3 separate regions of the Canis lupus genome follow, and regions 1 and 3 are each linked to region 2. A link is a contact called in public Hi-C data. All regions are on one chromosome and are shown on one strand. Each heading gives the region's core, a stretch centred on a gene start, on an enhancer-like site or on the middle of the called end of the contact. The rest is flanking DNA. Distances are from core to core; before and after follow the strand shown. Region 1 holds the start of CSDE1 (cold shock domain-containing protein E1). Region 2 holds the start of BCAS2 (pre-mRNA-splicing factor SPF27). Region 3 holds the start of NRAS (NRAS proto-oncogene, GTPase).

Evidence for each region. Hi-C and Micro-C count contacts between places; a contact is called where the count stands out from the background.
Region 1: a Hi-C map of blood shows a contact between it and region 2, with 3 times the contacts expected there. The contact joins the promoter of CSDE1 here to the promoter of BCAS2 in region 2. A contact is called at or near these places in 2 of 9 Hi-C or Micro-C datasets (both in blood).
Region 3: a contact with region 2 is called in a Hi-C map of blood, with 4 times the contacts expected there. The contact joins the promoter of NRAS here to the promoter of BCAS2 in region 2. A contact is called at or near these places in 3 of 9 Hi-C or Micro-C datasets (blood, skin fibroblasts and tumor fibroblasts).

What each region holds. Positions count from the first base shown.
Region 1 is chr17:52,983,843-52,986,728 of UU_Cfam_GSD_1.0, reverse strand. CSDE1 (cold shock domain-containing protein E1) reads left to right here and starts at 1,263. Exons shown (of 20, transcript XM_038561840.1): 1 at 1,263-1,395. LOC111090677 (a long non-coding RNA gene) reads right to left here and starts at 1,074. Exons shown (of 3, transcript XR_005372612.1): 1 at 607-1,074.
Region 2 is chr17:52,816,285-52,819,402 of UU_Cfam_GSD_1.0, reverse strand. BCAS2 (pre-mRNA-splicing factor SPF27) reads left to right here and starts at 1,591. Exons shown (of 7, transcript XM_038561837.1): 1 at 1,591-1,775; 2 at 1,909-2,001. The coding sequence starts at 1,752. DENND2C (DENN domain-containing protein 2C) reads left to right here. Exons shown (of 17, transcript XM_038561835.1): 17 at 1-764. LOC102155048 (a long non-coding RNA gene) reads right to left here and starts at 1,517. Exons shown (of 4, transcript XR_005372607.1): 1 at 801-1,517.
Region 3 is chr17:52,944,205-52,947,267 of UU_Cfam_GSD_1.0, reverse strand. NRAS (NRAS proto-oncogene, GTPase) reads left to right here and starts at 1,455. Exons shown (of 7, transcript NM_001287065.1): 1 at 1,455-1,530; 2 at 2,038-2,165. The coding sequence starts at 2,055. CSDE1 (cold shock domain-containing protein E1) reads left to right here. Exons shown (of 20, transcript XM_038561840.1): 20 at 1-1,272. The coding sequence ends at 7.

The DNA of each region.
Region 1 (2,886 bases), core at 14-2,513, 170 kb before region 2:
CGAGTATAAACTAATAATTACAATTCAGTGAGCTAGGAAAGCATTGAAAGCAAATATGAAGCAAATATCTTGTGCCTAGGAAAACAGGGGACGTCATTAAAGGGAACAAAGAGGCAGCTTGGAGGTGGAATGGAATTGGACCAATACCAACAGAGGTAAGAGAAAAAATCTTTCAACATCCTAAATAGGATACTGCCTCCTCTTAGAATTCAAGATAATTTGCTGAGAATTGGAGGGTATTTACTCTCTTAACACTGCATTTACTTTGCTGTACACGTTTAAACTTGTTTTTGCGATTACTGAATGATGCTAGACTGAAAGTTCCTTGAGGACAGAAACTTATCCATTTATTTTGAGAACTGTACACACCCCAACGATGACATATAAGAGATGCAGGATAAATGTGTTGAAAGCGAAAATAAAGTGGGTAGCAGAGTTCTCAAGAGCATGACCGGTCATTGTTTACCCAATACTGTCAAGAGAGAGAGCCATGGAATCTGGGAAAAGCATTCCTCTCACCAGAGGGTACTGCTCCATTGTTTGACAAGGGATAATTCATTGAACTTTTCTGTGGACACAATTAACTATTTTCCTCCTTCCTCTTACCTCGTTGGATTAATCATCCATTTGCCCTGATTTCCACCTTTTGGTTACTGATTCAGCTTCTTTGATTACGGGATACAACACAAATATCTTCTGGTGACTACAAAGGTCAGTTGAAGGAGTTGTGGGGTTTTTTGTTTTGTTCTTTAATGATTATGCCGCTTTGCTCACTCTTGTCCATCTGTTGCAACCAATATAGTTTCTGGCAAACAAAGGTCTCGCGTAAAAGTTCCGAATTACCTTACTGAAAACCTACTCTATACTAATGAAAACTCCAGTGTATTATAGCAGACAGAAAAAAAAAGCTTGCACTGTGAGGAGAATCTGGGTCTGGGGCTTCCGGATTATCGCTGAGAAAAGCGAAATCCTTTATAAGACATTCCTTGATAAGTCCTCCAAATTGTTCGCCCTTAAAGTTTACCCTGGCCTCGCTGCTTTAGGCATATTCAGGTTTGCAAAGAGCAGAGACGCCCAAAGTTACCCGCCCCCCCGCCCCCGGCGTCCCAGCGGAGTCAGTAAACACCGAAATTGCTTCCCGCAGCTCCCAGGGGAGGGAACGTAGGGCTAACAGTGGCACCATCTTGGTTGTGGTTAGGCGCAGGGCACCGGTTGGCGTCACTCAACCCTCATGCGCAGGCGTATTAGGAGTACCTCCCCCCCCCCAACACCCCGCCCCGCTTCCCGTGCACGCGCTCGGAGCCCGCAACTCTCGCGAGAGAAGCGAGATTTATTCCTACGTACCGGGCCGTGCTGCTTATGGCGGCGCTGGAGAGGGGGCGCTGAGCTGTTGGGGTGAGTACGACCTCGGGGTCCAGTTGGGGGTAGCAAGAAGCCAGTCTAGGGACAGATGAGAAGACCAAGACTAACGGGAGAGACTTCTGAGTCAAGGTGGGCACTCCTAGAGCTCCGGGCAGAGAAGATTTCCCCCTGAGTCTCTACCCTGGGCTTTTCCACCTGGCCCCCGTTTAACTGTCTAAGCTTCACGTCAGGCCTCAGAGCAGAAACGAAGAGCCTAGGCCAGGCAGCCGCGCGTGGTGGTGGTGGTGTCTACAGTGGGGGGAGGGAGCGAAAATGGAGGCTCCGACCGCAGCCAAGATGGAGGCAGGGGTGCGGGGCTCGGGCGCGGAGGCTGCTGGGAATTGTAGTCTAGCCACTTCCTCCTCTGCGGCTTGGTGGGGGAAACGGGAACTACAAGTCCCGGCGGGCGGGGCGAGGGGGTGGTGGCGCGGTCCTTTGTGTGAGACTGGAGGAGCCCGAGGCAGAGGGTGAGGGGCCTACTCTCACTGTGGACCGTATAGTTTACTGTCTTGTCACCTGCTCGAGGATCTGACTACGAGTATCAGAGCGCAGTGCGGTACTGGCGCCTCCTTCGTGTATGGACCGAGACCCTGCTCCATCTAAATGCTCAGAGCCTTTTCCCCGGCCACGTCTGGCACAGTAGCACACTCGAAGTGTCATCTTTACTTAGGCTCACCTGGAGCTGTCTGTCTTGAGTCTCAGCACCCAGCCTTCCCTTCTTGCTCCCCCTTCGGCTTCTTGAGAAAGGGAACCAATCTCTAATCTTAGGCACGTGGCTCCCTCTCTAATATCCTGGGATTAGGGCGTGCTGTTAGAGCTCAGTGGAGTCGTCCTTAACACCGTCTCTGGTTCTTTGGTGCAGGAGCCTGGCCTACATTGAGCAATGAACGACTTGGCTTCGTCATTCTTTGTAGTTTTTTAGAGCCCTGGTTGGAGACACTTGAGGTTTTTAACCGATATTTTATCAGTATAAAATTTTAGAGTCACAGTTCTTTTGCTTTAAGATTTTCCTTTAGAAACACCCAGACTGCTCCTTTCTTGCTTGACTCAAACGTGAGGCAGGGAACGCTCCCTAAAACAGCCTTCAGTCTGCAAACACAAAAATCTGAACATTGTAGGATGAAATTATTTTGCACCTCAAATGAGTGAAAGAATGTGGGCCTTTTTAAAAGAGTTTGGAGACAGGGCTGGAGATGGAGGGAGGACGCCCAATGGCACTGTAAAAAAATTTCCTTTGATAGACTTAGTTTTTTATAAGGATGCTATATGAACTGGCAGCTCTTGGCCAGAGCCACCGGTTTATAAAACGTAGGTACTAAGCTATAGCTCATGAGTTATTCTATATCAAAATGCTGAGTAATTTTCGAGTTTCTAGAAGATAAGCATTCTCAATACTACATTGAGGGGCAGTATAATAGCTTGGTGCTTTTTGGGTACTAGTGAATAATAGATGTTCTTGGTGTGGATAAGGAGAGGGTTTTTATG
Region 2 (3,118 bases), core at 342-2,841:
TGAGACTCTTTTTGGTTCCCCTAGAATTGTTGTCTTTTTGCCCTAATTAAATGGGACGCAGACTACAAACATTCCTGGGCACTCACCACATAATCACCCCAACCCTTAATATCTAAAATACTAGTGACTAGAAGGAGGAACTTCTCAGTGATGGTATAATTTTCACTGATAAATGTTACAGCAGATGTCAGTTTGTTCTCTTCAATTCCTGCTGATGGTTTTAGCTGGCATAAAAATATTTATTTAGACTTAAAACCTTACAAGTTGTATTATGATACAGTTTATTGACTTGTACAGTATTGTCCTCACAACCCATTCAGGTGTACATGAATGAATCTGAAGCATACCCCATTTAAGACCGGTGCTATGTAATTCTTACGACTCTAGAAAATGGAACTGAGCCTATGTCTTATTAAAAAAAAAAAAAAAAAAAGTTTATTAAGCATCTTACTCCAGCAGGGCTCTTACCAGACATCTCTGTCCATGTGCCACTCCAACCCTGAGGGGAGACTTAGTAATTGGGACTTGTTTATACAACGAGGGTGGGCATTACCGTGGTGAATCCTGACCGTCCCTCTGTGAGGAGACCTTTGCTTCAGCGATGGGTCTTATTTTATCCCCGTGACCTGAAGCTGCCTCCTTTTCTTAGGTCTGTTTTATTTTTTGTAAAGTATTGAGTGCTGGACGTACTTGTAAAAGAGTTGCTCAAGATTTGTACAAAGTGTCGTTTACAGATCTTTTAATGAATAAACACAAAAATTCCATGGGTCTCTTGGATAATTTTAAATAAAGTTACTTACGACGTAAAGGTCTTATACTTCGCTTAAACCGATAGCACGTTTGTCTCATGAGCGGTTTCAGCGTAGCCTAAGCCGACTCCAGCCGTGGGCAGCGCTTCCAGGCGCCGGCCGGTGTAGACCGCTCTGCGGGCGGGGCGTGCAGCCCGGGTCCCTGCTTGGTCTCGGGCCGCGGCGGGGGGCCGGGGGCCGGGAGGCAACGACTGGCTCTCGGGTACGCCCCGACGGCGAAGGGGCCGCGGTTTGTCGGAGCTGAGTCGGTGCGCGGCTCACCTTAGAGCAACAGGGCGGCTCCTGTTGCTGCGCAGACCCTAAAGCTTCGCGATTTTGACGGGCGACTGGCGCCGACGTGCAGAATCTGTCCAGTAACTGCATTTGCCCAAGGCAAGGGTTCTCGCGGAGCCGACGACTAAGGGGGGGGGGGCGGGGTACAGCAAGTAGCGCAAGGAGAAGAGAGAAACCGCCACAAACAGAAAAGATAAGGGTTGTAGGTGGTAGGTCAGGGGAGTGGGAAACCAGCGTCCTCTCCCCGCCAAGTCCCTGCAGCCAGTTTCCTGCAAAAGTTTTTTAAAGCTTTCCACTCCCAGATACCAGCCTCCTGCGGGGAACGAAAAGTCCCACTCCCCCTCCAAACTGCTCCCAGTCGGAGGCAAAAAGTGGGAGCACACTGGAGGGAAAGGAAATAGAGACGGTCTGCTGATTCCGGGAACTCGCGACGTGACGTCACGTCCGACCAAAACAAAATGGCCGGGCACTGCCGAGCCGCTGGGCGGGCGCGCCTCCGGAGGTGACAGTTGAGCATGCGCCAGAGCGCTGCGCAGGCGACGTGCAGAACCTCAGTGGCCAGCGCGGCGCAAGCGTAATGAAATGGGCCCGAGTCTGCGCAGATACAGAAGACTCAGGCGAGGCCGAGAATGGCGGGCACAGGTTTAGTCGCCGGAGAGGTGGTGGTAGATGCGCTGCCGTATTTTGACCAAGGTTATGAGGCGCCGGGTGTGCGGGAAGCGGTGAGTTCGGGCCGTGTAGCGGACTCAGCGCTCTCGGGCCCTTAGTGCTGGAAGAAGCACTTACGAGTCGCTGCCCCGACCCCGGCCCCTGTTCTCGTTTCTAGGCTGCAGCGCTGGTGGAGGAGGAAACCCGCAGATACCGACCCACTAAGAACTACCTGAGCTACTTGACAGCCCCGGATTACTCAGCTTTCGAAGTAAGTGTGGCGTCTTGAGGCCACCGTGGGAGCCAGGACCCTGCGAACCTCTGACAGTCGTAGCCACGTAAAAGTGCATTTTAAGTTCTGGCTTTAACTATTGCTTGCTTAGCTAATAGTTACTCCACTAGATTTGTGTTATCGGCGCATTGAAAACAGCTGGGTAAGCCTTCTCCGGCGTTCTTACTCTGGGTCGCACTGGAAGCCTCTGGGGCTTCGCGAACTAACAATGCAAACATGAGTGTGCACGCTTTTCAGAGGTGGGCTCTTTGCGTTAATTCTCAGAGGCATCGCCTCTACTAAGATCTACTCTAGAACAAGTGATAAGGAATTTTTAATATATATAAGCCGAGGCTCCTGAGAACCACTGTAGGGCGGCCTTGGTGTCACAGCCTACACACTTACCGAATGTATGTGAATGACGGGAGTGACAGGCCACTTGTAAGTACGATGCTATTTAAATATTTAGCCTGGAAGCGCACCCAAGATGATACTTGGTGTGTAATCAGCTAAAGAAATGTTAAATATCATCTCTGAGTTAATAGATTCTGTTGGGCGTTTTAGTATATACGTGTTTGGGATTTTTTTCCCCCAGTTATAGGTAACTATATATCTAATGAAAGAATTCTGTTATTAAAATACAGTATTTATATTGAAGTAACATGAAAAGTCGGTTAAGTTTTAAATAGGCACTAAGAGATCATGGGCAAGATTTTCTTATGGGCAATGGGCTGAGCTGGGTACACAGCTCCTTGAAGTCGTCCTTAATGGCTGAAGAGTGCAAACCCAGTGTCCTCGCAAGGCTTCCCTCTGCTACAGGAATTCAAGGCCATAATCAGCTACGTTCCCACAGTTCAAAAATTTCTCCAGCCTGGAAGCCAGAGGAAGCCTCCACTAGATGAAAGCTCCATTGGGAGCGTGAAGAACGTATTCAGATTTGAACGTGGCATGTTTCTCAAAAACATGAGCACTATCGTAGCCGAGTATTAACAAATGAAGAGGTCTAAAGAATTTGACAAATATTTCACTTTGCATTTGTAGCGGTGCTCAGGAAGATATCATGAGGCCACTTTAATAAAGTCATAAGCAAAAGGAAATACACTACCTAATACTTTGT
Region 3 (3,063 bases), core at 206-2,705, 130 kb before region 2:
TGACTAACCACATCCACAAAGCACATCATTAATCCACTATGATCAAGTTGGGGGGATTCTGGTGAAGGGTTCTGAATATCTCCCTCTTCATCCCTCCCAAAATCTGGAATACTTATTCTATTGAGCTATTACACCAGTTTTAACACCTTCCTCGTGTTATGTTTAAAAAATAAATAAATTTAAGAAAACCATTTTAAAAATTATGCACAGTTGCAGCCTGGAAAACTTAAGGTGGCGCCTTATAGTATCAATTTTAGGAGCTTTATTTGGTGCATTTAACGCAACTGGTAATTGCAAAATCCACTTCGCCTGTGTAAGTGAAAATATAGACTGTTATCTTGTTGGCCCTATGAAATTCTGCACTTGGTATTTAGCATATACTCTACCTTCATTACTATCTGGCACGATGTTCTGCCTTAGCACTCAGTTGCATTCTTTTCCTTTTCTTTCCTGTTCATTATGCTTTAATTCTGAGGACCATATGAAGGTAGAATATATTAAAAATTAACAAAAATTATAAAAATTTGTATAGGCAAACCATTTCCTTAAGTTGATGGCCAAATGTTAAAATGTTATTTTTCATATCATTTATAATCTTGTCACAGTCCACTTAACGAAGTTTGGTTAGATTTCAGTGAAAATTATCTTCCAGAGTAGTTTCTTTTTTCCTGGGATTGGGGAGGGGGGGTAACTTTACTACAATTAGTATGTATGGTGCAGAATTTCATGCAAATGAGGTGTGCCAGCAGTGTGGTAATTTAATCGTATTTAAACAACAACAAAAAAAGAATGCACAAACTTGCTGCTGCTTAGATCACTGCAGCTTCTAGGACCCAGTTTCTTTTACTGATTTAAAAACAAAACAAAAAAAAAAATAAAAAAGTTGTGCCTGAAATGAATCTTGTTTTTTTTATAAGTAGCCGCCTGGTTCCTGTGTCCTGTGAAATACAGGCACTTGACCCTTGGTGTAGCCTCTGTTCGACTTTATATCACGGGAACGGATTGGTCTGATTTCTTGGCCCTCATCTTGAATTGGCCACATCCAGGGCCCCTGGCCAGTGGACTGAAGGCTTTGTCTAAGATGACAAGGGCAGCTCAGGGGATGTGGGGGAGGGCGCTTTTATCTTCCCCGTTGTCATTTGAGGTTTTGATCTTCTCTGGGTAAAGAGGCCGTTTATCTTTGTAAACACGAAACATTTTTGCTTTCTCCAGTTTTCTGTTAATGGCGAAAGAATGGAAGCGAATAAAGTTTTACTGATTTTTGAGACTCTAGCACCTAGCGCTTTCATTTTTGAGGCGTCCTGTGTGGGAGGGGCGGGAATGGGTGCGGCCCGCCGCGTGACTCCTGGGTCGGGGGCCCACGTGGCCGGGGCGGGGACTCGGGCGCCCGGGGCGCCGACTGATTACGTAGCGGGCGGGGCCGGAAGTGCCGCTCCCTAGTGGGGGCTGTTCATGGCGGTTCCGGGGTCTCCAACCTTTCTCCTAGTTGTGGTCCTAAATACGTCGGAAGCGGAGGCGGCGAAGCTTGAGGTAAGGTTCTGTGGTGTGTAGCGTTCGCCTTTGGAGCATACGGGCGCCTCCTTGTTGCCCGGAATCGAACGGAGTCTGCAGACCGGAGACAAAGGCCCTTGGGCGGGGGTCCTTCGTTTTAAGCCCTATGGGGGAGATTTTTGAAGACTGGTGGGGGTGGAAGACGAGGGGCCGGGCTGGAGGCTTCCCCACCGGAGCTGAGAAGACTTGCGGGAGGTGGAGGAAGGGGGGGGGGGTTCCTTTACCTTAGGCTGAGGGCGGGGCCCACGGACTGTTGAAAAATAGAGCAGGGTGGGGGTAGCCAGGCGACTAGCCACAATTCGGAGGCCCGCAGTAACCTGCGAGGGTTTCTGCGCTCCGGAATCACCTTGAGAGCCGAGTGGAAGTTCACGTGTATGCAGCCGATACATTTCAAACTCAACGTTTTAGTTACTATTGATTATAGAAAGCTTTTGAAGTTCTCTAGTTGTGGCTCGCCCATTAAACCTAATTGCTGCTTTCCCACAGGTTCTTGCTGGTGTGAAATGACTGAGTACAAACTGGTGGTGGTTGGAGCAGGTGGTGTTGGGAAAAGCGCACTGACAATCCAGCTAATCCAGAACCACTTTGTAGATGAATATGATCCCACCATAGAGGTGAGGCCGGGTGGTAGTGTGCTGACTGACCCTACCTCTGGCTTTTGGTTCCCCCCTGCACGTATCCTTTAGCCAAAGTGATCATCAAGAGAGAAAGTAGAAGTTATTTGGGGTGCTGCATTCAGGAGTACAATAACGAAGCTTTCCATGTTTGTGGAGAAGAGCTCATTTTTATTAATTGGTAAAGATTTTCTTAAAAATCGGCAGTTTAGTAAACTGTTGCATATTCATTGTTGAACTCATGACAGCTCTATTGAAAAGAAACAGGCCATACGTAGTAAGAGTGACTGAGTAATAGGATGTAGATAAAGATTCAAAAATCTAGGTGTTCTTCAATTTTAATTAGCTGGTTGAAGCAGCTGAGACTGGGCTGAAGTGGAAAGAACATGAGATTTTGAGTCACTGCCTAGATTTCTTTCAGTCCCTGTTTGTAGTTTATTTCATTTTGTTATATTGAGCAAATCACTTAAACTCTGAGCCTCATTTTCCTCATTTTTTAAAGTACCATAAACATGTCCTGCCTATCACACACACAAGAATGTTGAGGAAAAATCAGTATAAGTTTTTGTGTACGTTCATGTTATATATTGGCTTGAATAAATGGCATCTTAGGTCCTTTAAATAGAAGATTTATTCAGCTTAGAAATGTCTGACTAGAGATTTATTTTAATCCACACTGTGGTCTTTCTACTGCCTTGCCACTGAGTGTTTAATAGAAGCTAGCTATCATGGCAATTATTAAAAATTAATCATTAGTCCTTGGCAGAAATTTCATTTTAAGCTTAGCAGCATTAATAATTAGGACCTTTTAATATTCTTCTGAGTTGTGTTTATTGAAGGGTAATATACAGTAAAATACACAAATGGCGTAGCTATAGCTCAAGAACCAAAATTTTTT